Regions from separate parts of the Sus scrofa genome. Here region 2 is linked to region 1. The links are chromatin contacts, called in public HiChIP or PLAC-seq maps. All regions are on one chromosome and are shown on one strand. Each heading gives the region's core, a stretch centred on a gene start, on an enhancer-like site or on the middle of the called end of the contact. The rest is flanking DNA. Distances are from core to core; before and after follow the strand shown. Region 1 overlaps OTUD7A (OTU domain-containing protein 7A). Region 2 has its middle 61 kb from the start of KLF13.

The links. HiChIP or PLAC-seq counts read pairs in DNA pulled down with a chosen protein or histone mark.
Region 2: an H3K27ac HiChIP or PLAC-seq map of skeletal muscle shows a contact between it and region 1, with 3 times the contacts expected there. The contact joins two enhancer-like sites. A contact is called at or near these places in 1 of 47 Hi-C or Micro-C datasets (embryonic fibroblasts) and 1 of 2 datasets of contacts at active chromatin or transcription factors (skeletal muscle).

What each region holds. Positions count from the first base shown.
Region 1 is chr1:143,411,609-143,418,104 of Sscrofa11.1, forward strand. It overlaps OTUD7A (OTU domain-containing protein 7A), which reads left to right. Exons shown (of 15, transcript XM_021098720.1): 13 at 3,735-3,849; 14 at 4,009-4,093; 15 at 5,180-6,496. Among named protein-coding and RNA genes, the nearest start is that of KLF13, 130 kb to the right of the region's middle. Within about 2 kb of position 4,128, at least 41 of the 83 cell types and tissues checked have an H3K27ac peak or open chromatin away from gene starts, as enhancers often do. A contact at or near this core is called in skeletal muscle, where this site is marked.
Region 2 is chr1:143,597,581-143,604,076 of Sscrofa11.1, forward strand. No RefSeq gene overlaps it. Among named protein-coding and RNA genes, the nearest start is that of KLF13, 61 kb to the left of the region's middle. Within about 2 kb of position 2,966, at least 31 of the 83 cell types and tissues checked have an H3K27ac peak or open chromatin away from gene starts, as enhancers often do. A contact at or near this core is called in skeletal muscle, where this site is marked.

The sequences.
Region 1 (6,496 bases), core at 2,878-5,377:
GGCGGGTTAAAAGATAGTTGTGAACCTGCAGTTTGTCTGGCTTGGTGGCAGTGGTGGGATGTTGCTCTTCCAGCTTTTTACATCCCAAACAGAAACCAGAGATCTCCACTCTGTTTTGGAAAATAAGTACTAAAAACTTTTTGCCGCTTTGGTTACCCTTTGTCCAGGCTAGTTTGAGATGATGCCTGTGTGTTTCCAGGTTAAAAGATAGGAGGAGAGAATTTTTTCAAAGCAGGGGGTGGGGGAGTTAGCAGACTTACTTTAAAAAGCATTTGGGAGTTCCCGTCGTGGTGCAGTGGTTAACGAATCCAACTAGGAACCATGAGGTTGCGGGTTCAGTCACTGCCCTTGCTCAGTGGGTTAACGATCTGGCGTTGCCGTGAGCTGTGGTGTAGGTTGCAGACATGGCTCGGATCCCGCGTTCCTGTGGCTCTGGCGTAGGCCGGCGGCTACAGCTCCGATTCGACCCCTAGCCTGGGAACCTCCATATGCCTCGGGAGCGGCCCAAGAAATAGCAAAAAGACGAAAAAATAAAATAAAATAAAAAGCATTTGCTGTTCTTGACATTTGCCACCAGAGGGCAAGCCGCTGGACCCCTCTCACTGGGTGAGGCCAGGTTTCCAAGAGGTAAAACTGTAAAGTGGGAGGTAGGAACATACAAAATACCTGGAGGGTCTGTTCCCAAGGCTTCCCCAGCCTGTACAGCGGCAGGTGGGGCTCCTGGGTCCTGAGGCCCCGATCCTGACCTGTAGGCCACAGCCGTGCGCTCTGCAGAGATGATTTCGAGGATTCCAAACTTCTGCTTGGTGCCTTGTGGTTGTAGAGGAGGGGCAGGGGTAAGAGGAGCCCATGGAGCCCTGGTCAGCGCAGCTCTTGAGTGTGGGAGCCCTTTGGTGAGGAGGTGAGGCTGCAGAGGCCATGGGGCTACATTACTTTAGTTGGTGTATCTGAAACAAGTAAACCAAAATCATAGTGGCTTCACATGATAGAAGTTTGGTTCACATGCAGATAAAGTCTGAAACAGGTGTTCCCGGTGGGCAGGACTTCTGATGTCTTGTAGGATCACCATCTTCAAAAGGCACCACAGTGGGAAAGGGTGTGGCGGAGATGGCCCACCAAGCCCTAACCACACTGCTCAGCCCTCCCACAGCACTTCTGCTCGTGCCCCCTTTCCTAACACTGAGGGCTGGAAAATCTAGCTGGGCCTGGGCAGACAAACTAAAGGCGCCTCTCTCCCGGGAAGGTGGATGGCAAGACCCCATATCACCCATGTTACACCTACAGATACTGGTCCTAGCAGAGTATTGTTCTAGAACAATGTTTTCCAGGCGTGCTTGATTTTAAGAACCACAGAGGATGCTTATTTAAAATTGATCCTTGGATCCTTCGCATGGACACTCTGGTTTGGCCATCCGCTTGGGGGCCTGGAGTGGGCGCCTTTACCAAACCCTCCAGGGAGCCATGCTGCCCTAGCAAGTGTCTGCAGAGGGCGCCTCTACCCCCTGCCCCTAACCTCGGCGGGAGGCCAGGCCAGCCCTCTCTGTTCTTGTGGTGACTAGTGGAACTATAGGACTGGCTCCTGGGTATTGCCCAAGGGAGGCTGGTCCTGAGCCAGCCCTATAGTTCAGCCCTGGGAAGGGCGGCCTGTGTCATGGCCATGCCATGTAAGCCGCCCCTGACCTCCCAAGCCAGAGCACAGTGCTGCCCAGTCCCCATCCAGATTAAAAGGAAAATCCAGAGCAAAGCTACCTTTCCCTTATATGGGGTGGGGGGGCGGGGCGGGGAGGGGATTATTTGTATCTCTTTAGCAACACTGGAGGGCGGCATTGAGTCAGTGTTTCCAGTTTTCTTATCAGAAAATCAACTATTGATGTTATTCAGTCTTAAATTGTATGTGTGTATTCTTTATTGATTTGTCTTTCTGTTTTTGTCATGGCATACATGCCATGAATCATGGGGGAATGACACCATGGCTAGCACCTGGGGATGGCGAGGGTAGAGGAGTAAGGAGGAGGAGGTCCGGGAAAACTTGGGTGGGAGCAAGGCCCCCTGCATCCTAGAGTGGTGACTGGGGGCTCTCTGTCCCCAATGGTAGGGCTCTGGGCACCAAGGAAATCAGCCTGTGGGAAACCCTGTTTACTCCTTCAGGGCTAGGCAACTTCTGGCCACCAGCACAGGAGCAGGAGAGAGGCGCTCCAGGGCTGGAGACGGGCAAGGATGAGCCTGAAAGAGGGAGGCCCCTGCCCCACTGTCAGCTCCTAGCCCATTTCCCAATCTATAAAGTGGCCCAGCCCCACCTTCTTCTCAAGCTGGTGGGACAACAGCAGAGGCAAGAGCCCCCGGTGGAGGTCCCAACAGTGTCTGCTTGTCACACCTGGAGGTGCACTGGGTCCCTGCCCTGCACCCACTTCTACCATCACCAGCATTTGGGAGGGCGGGCCACTCAGGGCAGCGCTCAGGACAGCACCCACTTCTCTCTCCACCAGCCACTGGAAACAGGAAACAAGGCAGCTCCAGCAAACAAAGCAGCTGACCCAACCAAGCCCTGGGCTATGCTGCTCAGCTGGGACTTGAACCTCAGGAGGGGCCTACAGCCCCCACGAAAAGACTGCTGCTCAGAGGGCGGAAATGGGGCTGCCATATTTCTCCCTACCTCCCAACTGCGAGTCAACCCCATCACTAGGGAACTGATCTCAGCTGGCCCACTGCAACTCCAGAAGCCCCCAGTGGATCCTAGACAAACCTGTAAACACCAACCTCTGCCCCAGCCTTTCAGAGGTGGCCAGGATCCCCAGGGGCAGGGGTGGGTTGCAGTCAGGAGTGGTTTTGATGACTCTGTCCCTTGGTGCAGCGAGGGGCCCATCCTTGCCTTCTCTATCTCTTCCCTCCTCAGAAGGCTCATTGGCTGGCCTCTTTGCCTGAGCTTCCTCAGCCTGCTGTTTACCTTATCACCACCTGACAGCAGGAAGTGTATGTCACCTGTGTACTCTGTCCCCGCCTCCCACCCCCAATACAGGAGGTGAGCTCCCTATGACAAAGGGGTATGGGATGTGGGGGTCCCACACTGTCACAGACTTGCTGAATGAACTCACAAATGAGCAGGGGGGTAGGCAGCCCTCACTCTCTGGGAGGAGATGGGAGGGCCTCGCCCTAAAGCCGCACCCCCACCCCAGGTGAACTAGAAGCAGCAGAAGCAATAATACCGTTTCTTTGTCTGCCGCCAGAGGTGGGTATTTCCGGTCTGACAGACCCAAGTTGAGGACAGGTAGTGTGTCCAACTGCTTTTCAGAATCCACAAAAAGTAGGACATTTTAAAAACTATTAGTAGCAGTTTTAAAATATTACCACCTTGGAGTTCCTGGCTCAGTGGTTAATGAACCCGACTAGTATCTGTGAGGACGTGGGTTCTATCCTTGGCCTTGTTCCCTGGGTTAAGGATCTGGCATTAAGGTGAGCTCTGGTGTAGGCCAGCGAGCTGCAGCTCCGTTTTGAGCCCTAGCCTGGGAACCTCCATATGCTGCGGCCCTAAAAAGACAAAAGAATAAAAATAAAATATGTGGCCCTAAAGCTCCCGCTGGCCCAGATGTCCCCTGTACACCTCCATTCCGTTTCCTTAATCACGGAGCCTCCTGGTCTTGGGGCCCATTTCCTGCCCTTTCTCGGGGCTGCGGGAGCACTGACCTCCGTCCTGGCCGGTGGACCACCTGGCACTGGCCTCCCTCTTTTGCGTTCAGCCGTAATCCCCCTGACGGATTCGGAGCACAAGCTGCTGCCTCTGCACTTTGCTGTGGACCCCGGCAAGGACTGGGAATGGGGGAAAGACGACAACGATAACGCCAGGCTGGCACAGTAAGACCCTACCCCTGTGTCCCCCTCCCCCACGCCCTACGGAGCGGGCTGTCGCTGGGCTCCCCGGGGAGGGGCTGGGCGCAGCGCCCCGGCTCCTCTGGAGACGGTCGGCGGGCGGGGCGAGCCGGGACGCGTCTCATTTGGTGTTCCTCTCTCTAGCCTGATCCTGTCGCTGGAAGCCAAGCTAAACCTTCTGCATAGCTACATGAATGTGACGTGGATCCGGATCCCCTCGGAGACCCGGGTAAGCTAGGCGTGCGACGGGAAGAAGCGGCAGGCGGGGCGGCGGCTGCTCATTCTGCTCCGGCAGGAAGGCGGGGGTGCATCCTCCCCAACGCTGACCGCCCAGGTTCCGACTGGAACGCGCGCCTGTCTGCGCGTGCGCCTGCGTGTCTGGCCATAGCAGCGCTCAGGCTAGGTTGTGTGTCTGTGTGTGTGTTTTATTTTTTTGAGGTCCCCTTATCTTCGACAGAAGGAGCGGAATAAACACGCCCACTCAGAAAACAAACCGTAGGCAAGTCGCAACACAAAACTCTGCCCAGCTCGGAACACGATGTGCTGCCACGGAGCGGAATTAATTATAAAAGTGTGTGGGTCCTCGGAAAAGGCAGAGAACCGAGGGCGCGATTCCTTGGCACCCCCCCCTTCCCCTCACTTTCCCTCCCCTCCGAAAAGGCGGTGACAAGGGGGGCTGCCTGCCCCACTTGGCCCCCTCCCCCAGGGAGAACCCATGCTGTCCTCGCCTCCAGATACTAAGACGGATTCGCTTTAAGTATCTGATATTTTTGTGGTCTCAGTGATGGTCTCCCCAAAAGAGATGTTTAAAAGAAAAGCTTATAAGTGAATTTATTCTCCCTAGACATTAGTTTATGTAGCCATAAAGTGGAGCTTATAATTAATATTTTATAAGTGACAGGAGAAGAGCAAATAGGGCAGTGCCCGGCACAATCAGTACCCAGGACAAGCCGGCACCACTCAGAGTGCTTTCATACTTCAGCCTTTACCTGTATTTAATCTTCACTGGGCTCCCTGAGGCAGGTACCGATACCCCTCTTACTAATGGCACAAGTGACAGCTGGTGGCAGTCTGGCTTCGGAGTCCTGCCTCATCTCCACATTGACCTGCCTGTCAATTACTCTGGACGTCCTTGTTTAGCCCTTATGAGGGCTGTGAAGGCAGCAACTCGAGATCTAGAATCAGGAGACTCGGTTGGGACAGGGACAGTGGGGCTGGAGGCAACACAGCGGGGAGGGAGGGATCTGCCTCCATCAGTCCGCTTGGGGACTGCTGATTTCTAACCTCATCCCTTACCTGCCCGCCCCCTCCACAGGCCCCTCTAGCACAGCCGGAGTCCCCGACCGCCTCGGCGGGGGAGGACGTGCAGTCCTTGGCCGATTCACTCGATTCAGACCGCGACTCGGTGTGCAGCAACTCCAACAGCAACAACGGCAAGAACGGCAAGGACAAGGAGAAGGAGAAACAGCGCAAGGACAAGGACAAGACACGAGCGGATTCTGTGGCCAATAAGCTAGGCAGCTTCAGCAAGACGCTGGGTATCAAGCTGAAGAAAAACATGGGCGGCCTGGGCGGCCTGGTGCACGGCAAGATGAGCCGCGCCAACTCCGCCAATGGCAAGCACGGAGACGCGCCTGAGCGCGGCAAGGAGAAGAAGGCCAAGTCGCGCAAGGGCAGCAAGGAGGAGTCCGGCGCCTCGGCTAGCACGTCTCCCTCGGAGAAGACCACGCCGTCGCCCACGGACAGGGCGGCCGGAGCGTCGCCGGCTGACAAGGGAAGTGGACCCCGCGGTGACGCCTGGAAGTACAGCACGGACGTGAAGCTGAGCCTCAACATCCTACGCGCCGCCATGCAGGGCGAGCGCAAGTTCATCTTCGCCGGCCTGCTGCTCACCAGCCACCGGCACCAGTTCCACGAAGAGATGATCGGCTACTACCTGACCAGCGCGCAGGAGCGCTTCAGCGCCGAGCAGGAGCAGCGGCGCCGCGACGCCGCCGCCGCAGCCGCCTCCGCGGCCAAGCGACCGCCGCGCAGGCCGGAGGCGGAAGGCACGCCGGGCCCCGAGCGCGCATCACCCGGCCCGCCGGCCGGGCCGCCCACGCAGTTGGTGCTCAAGCTCAAGGAGCGCCCGAGCCCCGGGCCGGCGGCAGGCACGCGGGCGGCGCGGGCAGCAGCAGGCGGCGCGGCCTCTCCGGGCCCCGGAGGCGGGGGCGCGCGGCGCGTGGGCGCCAGCGGACCGGTTCCCGGCCGCAGTCCGCCTGCGCCGCCTGCGCGCCAGAGTGTTATCCATGTGCAGACGGCGGGCGCGCGGGACGAGGCATGCGCCCCAGCCGTGGGCGCGCTGCGGCCTTGCGCCACATACCCGCAGCAGAACCGCTCGCTGTCGTCGCAGAGCTACAGCCCGGCGCGCGCCGCCGCCCTACGCACCGTCAACACGGTAGAGTCGCTGGCGCGCGCCGTCCCAGGGGCCCTGCCCGGCGCGGCGGGGGCGGTGAGCGCGACCGAGCACAAGTCGCAGACCTACACCAACGGCTTCGGCGCGGCGCGCGAAGGCCTGGAGTTCGCCGACGCCGACGCCGACGCACCGGCCGCGCGCTCGAACGGTGAGTGCGGCCGCGGCGGCCCGGGCGCG
Region 2 (6,496 bases), core at 1,716-4,215, 180 kb after region 1:
AAGACTCTCTCCTTGAGCAAACTTCAGCCAGGCTGCTCTGACTAGGCTTCAAACTTGACCTGTAAAAACTGCAGACTCAGCACAAACGGCTTCATCCACTCTCCCCACCGTCCACACACACTAAGGCACTTGACTAAGCCCCAGCATAGCTCTTAATAGCTCAAGGCGGCAGGTCTAGGATGATGGCTCAAGTTCCTGCCTGAGAAAGCTCAGTGCCCCCTGGAAAATCCGTTTGTCCCAGTCAAACTCTGGTGACAGGAAGAGAGGTCCCTAAAACCCCTCTGAGAGTAGTTACTTCAGAACACTTGTAAGTCCTTTCTCTGCCCTTCTAGTCTCCCACCACTGGAGCTGGGAGTTGTTTCTTTGAAATGCAAACATTCAGGGAGCTGTCCTGCAGCACCGGCCTGGAAGGGTAGGAGCCAATTCCCAGGTTGGGGTGGAGGGGTCTTGGTCTAACTTGCACCGCTGCCCTTTGTCCTAAAGACACAAGAAGGAAGAAGCTCTTTTCTGACCCAGAGAGGCACCAACTTAACAAACCCTGTGGCCTGGTCCGTTCCCCCAGTGAGCTTCAGCCTTTAAAAAAATTGCCTTCCTCCCAACCCCAACCATGGCTTTGGCTGGGTTCCAACTTTGTTTATCTTTGCCAGAGGCAAGAGGCCAGGACAGGACTCACTCTCACTGTTGGCACCTGTCCTGCATGCCCCCGCCCATCTTTAAGGAGCGTCTACAAAGTTTGGGGACACATAAAATATGCTACTTTGTCATTTGACAGAATGACATCTGACTTTTTTGGCTGAGAGAAACCTTTTTCAGGACCGTACTCCACCCCTCCAGACCCAAATCTGTCATGAAGCAGGCATTTGATAAGATTCTCTCTGAACTGGCCGGGTTTTCCTGGGTCTGTAGCTCGGGGCATGAGTTTAGATTAGGGCCACCTTCAAGCACGCAGGGCAGCCAGACCCAGGGCCAAGTTGCTGGAGATCTGGGTGGTCAGCCCCCCACCCCTGCACCTGCCCCAGGCTTCAGCCTTAAGGTACCCAATGAGGAAAATGGCCCGAGGCAGAGGGCAGGGGTTAATCTAGTCCAACTCAGGTGCGAACTTCTGGGCCACCACTCTGGGGACACAGCACAGTTGTCCATCCTTCAACTGAGTAAAGGGCCTGTGAGCTTAAATGACTGTGGACATGAGACATATATATGGAAATATGGATGCCAGCCCCACCAGGGTAAGCTCCTCTGAGGGGGCACACACAGCCCCAGGGGAGGGAAAGCCCCTGGGTGTACAGACGTGTGTGTGCCTGTTGATGTGTGTGTGCACGCATGCACAGTTACATGTATGTTCCTGTGAAGTTGTGCAAGTTCAGCTTCTGCATCTCTGGTGGCCACTGGTCTCAGGGGTCTGGGTAGGGCTGAGAAAGGAGAAATACCTACAGGCAGAGGCCAAGGGAATGGGGACAACTGCTCTGGCAGCTCCTGAGAAGTCAGAAGGGCAAGAGGCAGGTCTTTGGTAGCTTAGTACCTGGCTCCTCTGGGGTAGGCTGGTGTGGACCTCCTAGTCCTGCCAGAGGCTGGACTCTCTCATGCCTGCGGCACCCACCCCACCAGAGGCCCTGACTCCTGAAATGTTGCACCTGCAGAGAATGGAGTAGGTCTAAGCCTGTTGTGGAGGGTGGTAGGGGGCAGGGAGACAGCCCAGAAGGCCTCCTTCTTCAAGGAGGGCAGCCAGAGCTGGGCCTGTTGACCCCAAGAGTGGAAACCTACAGATCCGCAGGATAAAAGATGGGGGACCCCACCACAAATGACAAACAAAATAGGTGCCCCTGCTGAACCACCAGAGGATCCTTCTGAGGCCTCCTGACTTCTGGAGCACCCCCTGTGGCCTCCTCTCTCCACTGCCTGCCTGGCGGGGCTCCATGCAGAGGGTCTATCCTGTCTCCTGGGGCCCAGCTCTGTTCTCAAGAGCAGCGGCCTTGGGTCCCCAGTGTGCCCAAGAGCCCTGAGGTGAAACTGCAGCATCCCACACCTGGGGGCTGCTTTGCCCCTCACCAGCTCCGGCCTCAGGGCAACTGTCAGCGCAGCCAGAGAGCTGAGCCCAAGTCACAGTCTTCAAACAAACTACACTCTTCTCCATCAGAGGGGGGGTTTTGGGGATTTGAAAAACAGTCCTTCTTTCCTTGCTGTGTAGGCAATGAGACCAAGGCTGAACCCTTGGGCCCAGCTGCAGCTAGAGCTGTTTTTCTCTTCTTGTGGTTTCTCCTTGGGGTTAAGTAATGTTTCATTTCTCAGCATAACGACCAACGCAGGCCTCTCCCCACAGTGTCAACACAGCCTGATGGGTGGGGAAACTGGGGGGCTGCACCAGCCCTTGGGTCCCCAGGCTCCTTACTAGTGAAGGAATGAGAGACCCCAGTGCTCTCCCAAGGCGATGGGTGGAGGGAGAGGCAGAGGAGTGTTCTAGAAAGATTAGGACACGGTGAATGCCAAACACAGCGGGCACCACTCCTGTGAGAGATGTTTATCACCAACCACACGGCACCCGTGTGTCTCAAAGGGAGAAGGTCCCCTGCTCTGGGCTGGCACCCCTCTCCTCTGGGAGGGTCCCCTTCCCCATTCCTAGGCCTCTTGCTATGAGGAAAACAGCTTCCTGAAGCCTCTGCTGGCTATCTGTCCTTTGTAGGGATACATTCCTGACTTCGGGGAGCCCCTGGAGTGCAGAGGTGGGGGTGGGGTCCCCTGACTCCCATACCCCTGCTCCCAAGGAATGCAATCCATTGGGTTGGGGTGTTGGGGGTGGGGTGGGGAGTAGAGGGTGGGGGGTGGGAGGGTGCTTGCAGCACCCAGAGTCTGGAAAGGGGGAGAGCAAAAGTAGGGTGTGGATTCTGCAGGCGGATCTGCAGCCTTTGTCAGTGGCCACGGTGCAGGGCACTTCCTGAAATGTGCGATCCTTCCCTGGCAGTTCCCCTCCCCCAGGTTCACACAGGGTCACCCACAGGCCTCTCCTCCCTGTGGTGCTCAGAGGCTCCACCCCAGTGCTCAGCCCAGGACAGGGAGCTCCTGCCAGAGGCCTGGGGACCCTGCAAGCCCCCTGAAGCTGCCACCCCTCTTTCCCTAAGTGACCCCAAGCTGGGGACGTCACAGCCATCCTCTTCCCCCTTCTCAAAGCCAAAAGGTTCTAGGTCCTACTCCCTTTGGATCTTAAACCCATAACTAAATTCAAGCCTCTGGCTGCCAAGTGCACAGTTTTTAAAGGCAGCCATGGGAGGGGCCTGAGAGGGGCCGCTGGGGAACATAGGTGCTGGCCAGATAGGGTTCCTGGGCACTAGGGTCCCCAGAGAAATGCAGCCTGGGCCACTATCGAGGGAGCCAGGATACCAACTGGCTCCCACCCTGTGACTGGGGGTTGGAATAAGAAGAGAGACCAGTTCAGGAACCTGCAACCTCAGTGGGGTTTCCGTTCAGCTGGCATTTACGGAACTCTGGCTTTGTGCCAGGACAGCGCTCAGCACTGGGAAGGCGCCAAGAGGAAGGGGGCCAGATGCAAGGGGGTGGGGGATCCCAGGTCCCCAGCCTGCCAGCTGGTGAGGGCAGGGGGAGATCCCGTGGAGGTGGGGGAGGTCCTATGGAGGTGGAGGAGGCTGCTTCTGCGGAGAGAGCCTTGCAGAGCCGAGGCCGGGGGGGTGGGGTAGGGTGGGGTGGGAGTCTGAGCTTATGCATCATGGACAAAGAGACCCTTTCAGGTCCCCAGTCAAGAGTGACAACTGCAGGCCAGAGATCCCAAAAGATGTCACCAGTAGTTCTGGCAGAATTTAAAGGCTGGACTGCCATGGCCTTCTAGGGGGATTCACAAGGGCCTTTCTGAGATGTGGAGTCAAGTGAAGAGAGTTGGGAAGGACATTCAATTTCAAGGTAGAACTACAGTCCCAGCTCTCATGCTCACTGCGTGTAGGATGCATGTGCTGTGAGATCAACTTTTCTGCAGACCCTGGGGTCTTAGAGCTCAGGCCAGATTTTCTAGAGGAAGAGAAATTCTGGGAAGATCTGTGTATGATCTAGGTCTTTTGCAAATAACCATTTCTAGCTGGCTTTACACAAAAAGGGGAACTTAGGGCAAGAAAACCATCCTAGAGTTTCTAAGAGTCCAAGGGCAGGGATGGCGGGCTCTGGGATGGCAGCCTGGGACCTGGGGATTTGGGGGACCCAGGGTCCCTTTACCCCTCTACTGGACTCTCTCTGCATTGGCGTGGCCCCTGGACCTCCTTCAAGTTTATATTTCTGCAAAATGAGCTGGGGTCTCCTGGGGCCAGTTCCATCCTCCTGAGGAGTCTCCGGTTGTCCTGGCTTGGGTCCGGCTCCCATCCCAGGGCCAATAAGTGTGGCTGGTGTGGGGCAGAGTGACACTGGGGACATTACTGTCTTTACAGCAGAGCTATTTTTACCCCAAAACAAAATCCTACCTGAACCTCTAACTATGCCAAAGGCATCCCTGGGGATGGCAGGCAGATGACCCCAGGGAGCCCAGGGGCCACCATACTCACCTCCTTCCCTCAGTGAATCCAGAACCAACCCTCAGAGCCAGTCTTAGAAATGAACAGGTTTCTCATCCCCAACACAGAGCTCTTCCTCCTCCCCAGGCTGCCATCACCTCCCCTCAACAGCCCATGTCTCCTGGGTCCCTGGGGGGTGCACCCCAGCCTCTTCAGATTCTTCAAGGACCTTGGGCGCTGGGAGCCAGAGCTTGGAAATGGCCACTCTGGGCAGCACATGGAGGGGCTGGTGATGAACTGGGTCAAGGGCGCGCCCACTGAGCTGGCTCACTTCTCCTCCATCCCTCCACCTTCCAGAAGCCTCCTTCTGCCCAGAGCCCTGCAGGACAAGGGGCCCAGAGCTCAGCCCCCTTCCTGAGATTGCTGCACATGCCGCAGTCAGGAGTCCCTTGGCTGCCCACTGCCACTGGCCCATGCCACTGGTCCTCTTAATGCCACAGCAGTTTGATGGAGGAAACAACCTGCAGAGAAGCCAAAGGAAAATAAGTGCCGTTGCTTCTGCGATGTATGAGGCCACTTGCGTTATCTATTCACCCCAACAATAACCCAATCTTTATGAACCAATAGACCGGAGTCTGGTCAAGTCCTCAAGGTCACACAGCTGGTAGCTAGCTGAGCAGGAAGTTTAAACCTGTTGCCCAAGACTCTAAAGGCCTCACTTTCTGAAGCAGCTCATCCAGAATAGCACTAACTGTCAGTGGCCAGTGGAGGACAGAGATCTAGGTCTCCCGCGTGGTTGCTGTGATCACACACTGAGCACGTTCCACAGCTTAGCTGGTTCTGACCACACATCTCCCTGCTTTGAGCCCCCCTGCTGTGCTCTGGAAGCAGGGAAATTAGGCCCCTGTCAGCCACATCTGTGCTGCTTGCCTTCCTACAGCTTCATGGACAACTCTGATCTCCTTCTTTGCCCAACGCCTGGAATTGTGCTGCTTGGGCTCCCCTACCCTGATGGATGAACTCCCCCCAAGACCTCATTTCCTGGCATCTCCAGACACCTGCAGTGCTCTCTTCACAGAAGGCTCTCCCCCTCTGCAACCCCAGCTGCACCCACACTCCCCCTAGCTAGGCCGGTATTGGGGCCTGTGATAGGTCGAAGGAGCTGGGATGGGCTGAATTGCATCACCCCCTCCCCCCAATTCATGTGTTGAAGTCATAACTCCCAGTACGTTGTATTTGGAGATGGGGCCTTGAAGGAGGAAATTAAGGCTAAATGAGGTCACAGTGGGCCTTGGTGCCCTTATCCAATCTGACTGGTGTCTTTGTGCAAAGGGGAGATTAGGACAGAGACACACATAGAGGGATGACCGTGTGAGGACACGGGGAGAAGTCAGCTTTCTATAAGCCAAGAAGAGAGACCTCAGAGGAAACCAACTCCACTGACGCTTTAATCTTGGACTTTTGGCCTCCAAAGGGGCAAGAAATTAAATTTCTGTTGCTTAATCCACCCAGTGTGTGGCACTTTGCTATAGCAGTCTTACCAGACTAATGCACAGAAAGGTGTTTAGAAGGTATGTGTCCAGGACCCTGGATGCACAGCGTGGGGAGGGGCTCTGGACTGAGGCTTGGAGAACAGGGTGGAGCTGGTTCCAACACAGGGCTTGGGGTCCTTGGGAAAATCGAGTCATCGGTCTTGGCCCCATAACTGCTCATCTCGCAAAGCTGGGGTGACCTCCAACAAAACAATCCAGGGGAAAGCCCTACAAAGACTGCGAATCACCTTTCCCATAATTGTTTCTCCTTCGCCGATGGAGCGGCCGCTCAAGTTAGCAAAATGCACAGACGATGACTAGGAATCACAAGGAGTGGATGGTGCCCTGCTTTGTGAGTCCTGCAAAAGACATGGGTCATGGCTGCCACCCCTCAGGCTCACACTGGCCGGAGGGACCTCCTGAGCCTTCAGACCCAGCAGCAGAACTGACCTGCTCCATCTGTGGGCCTGGGTGTCTGTG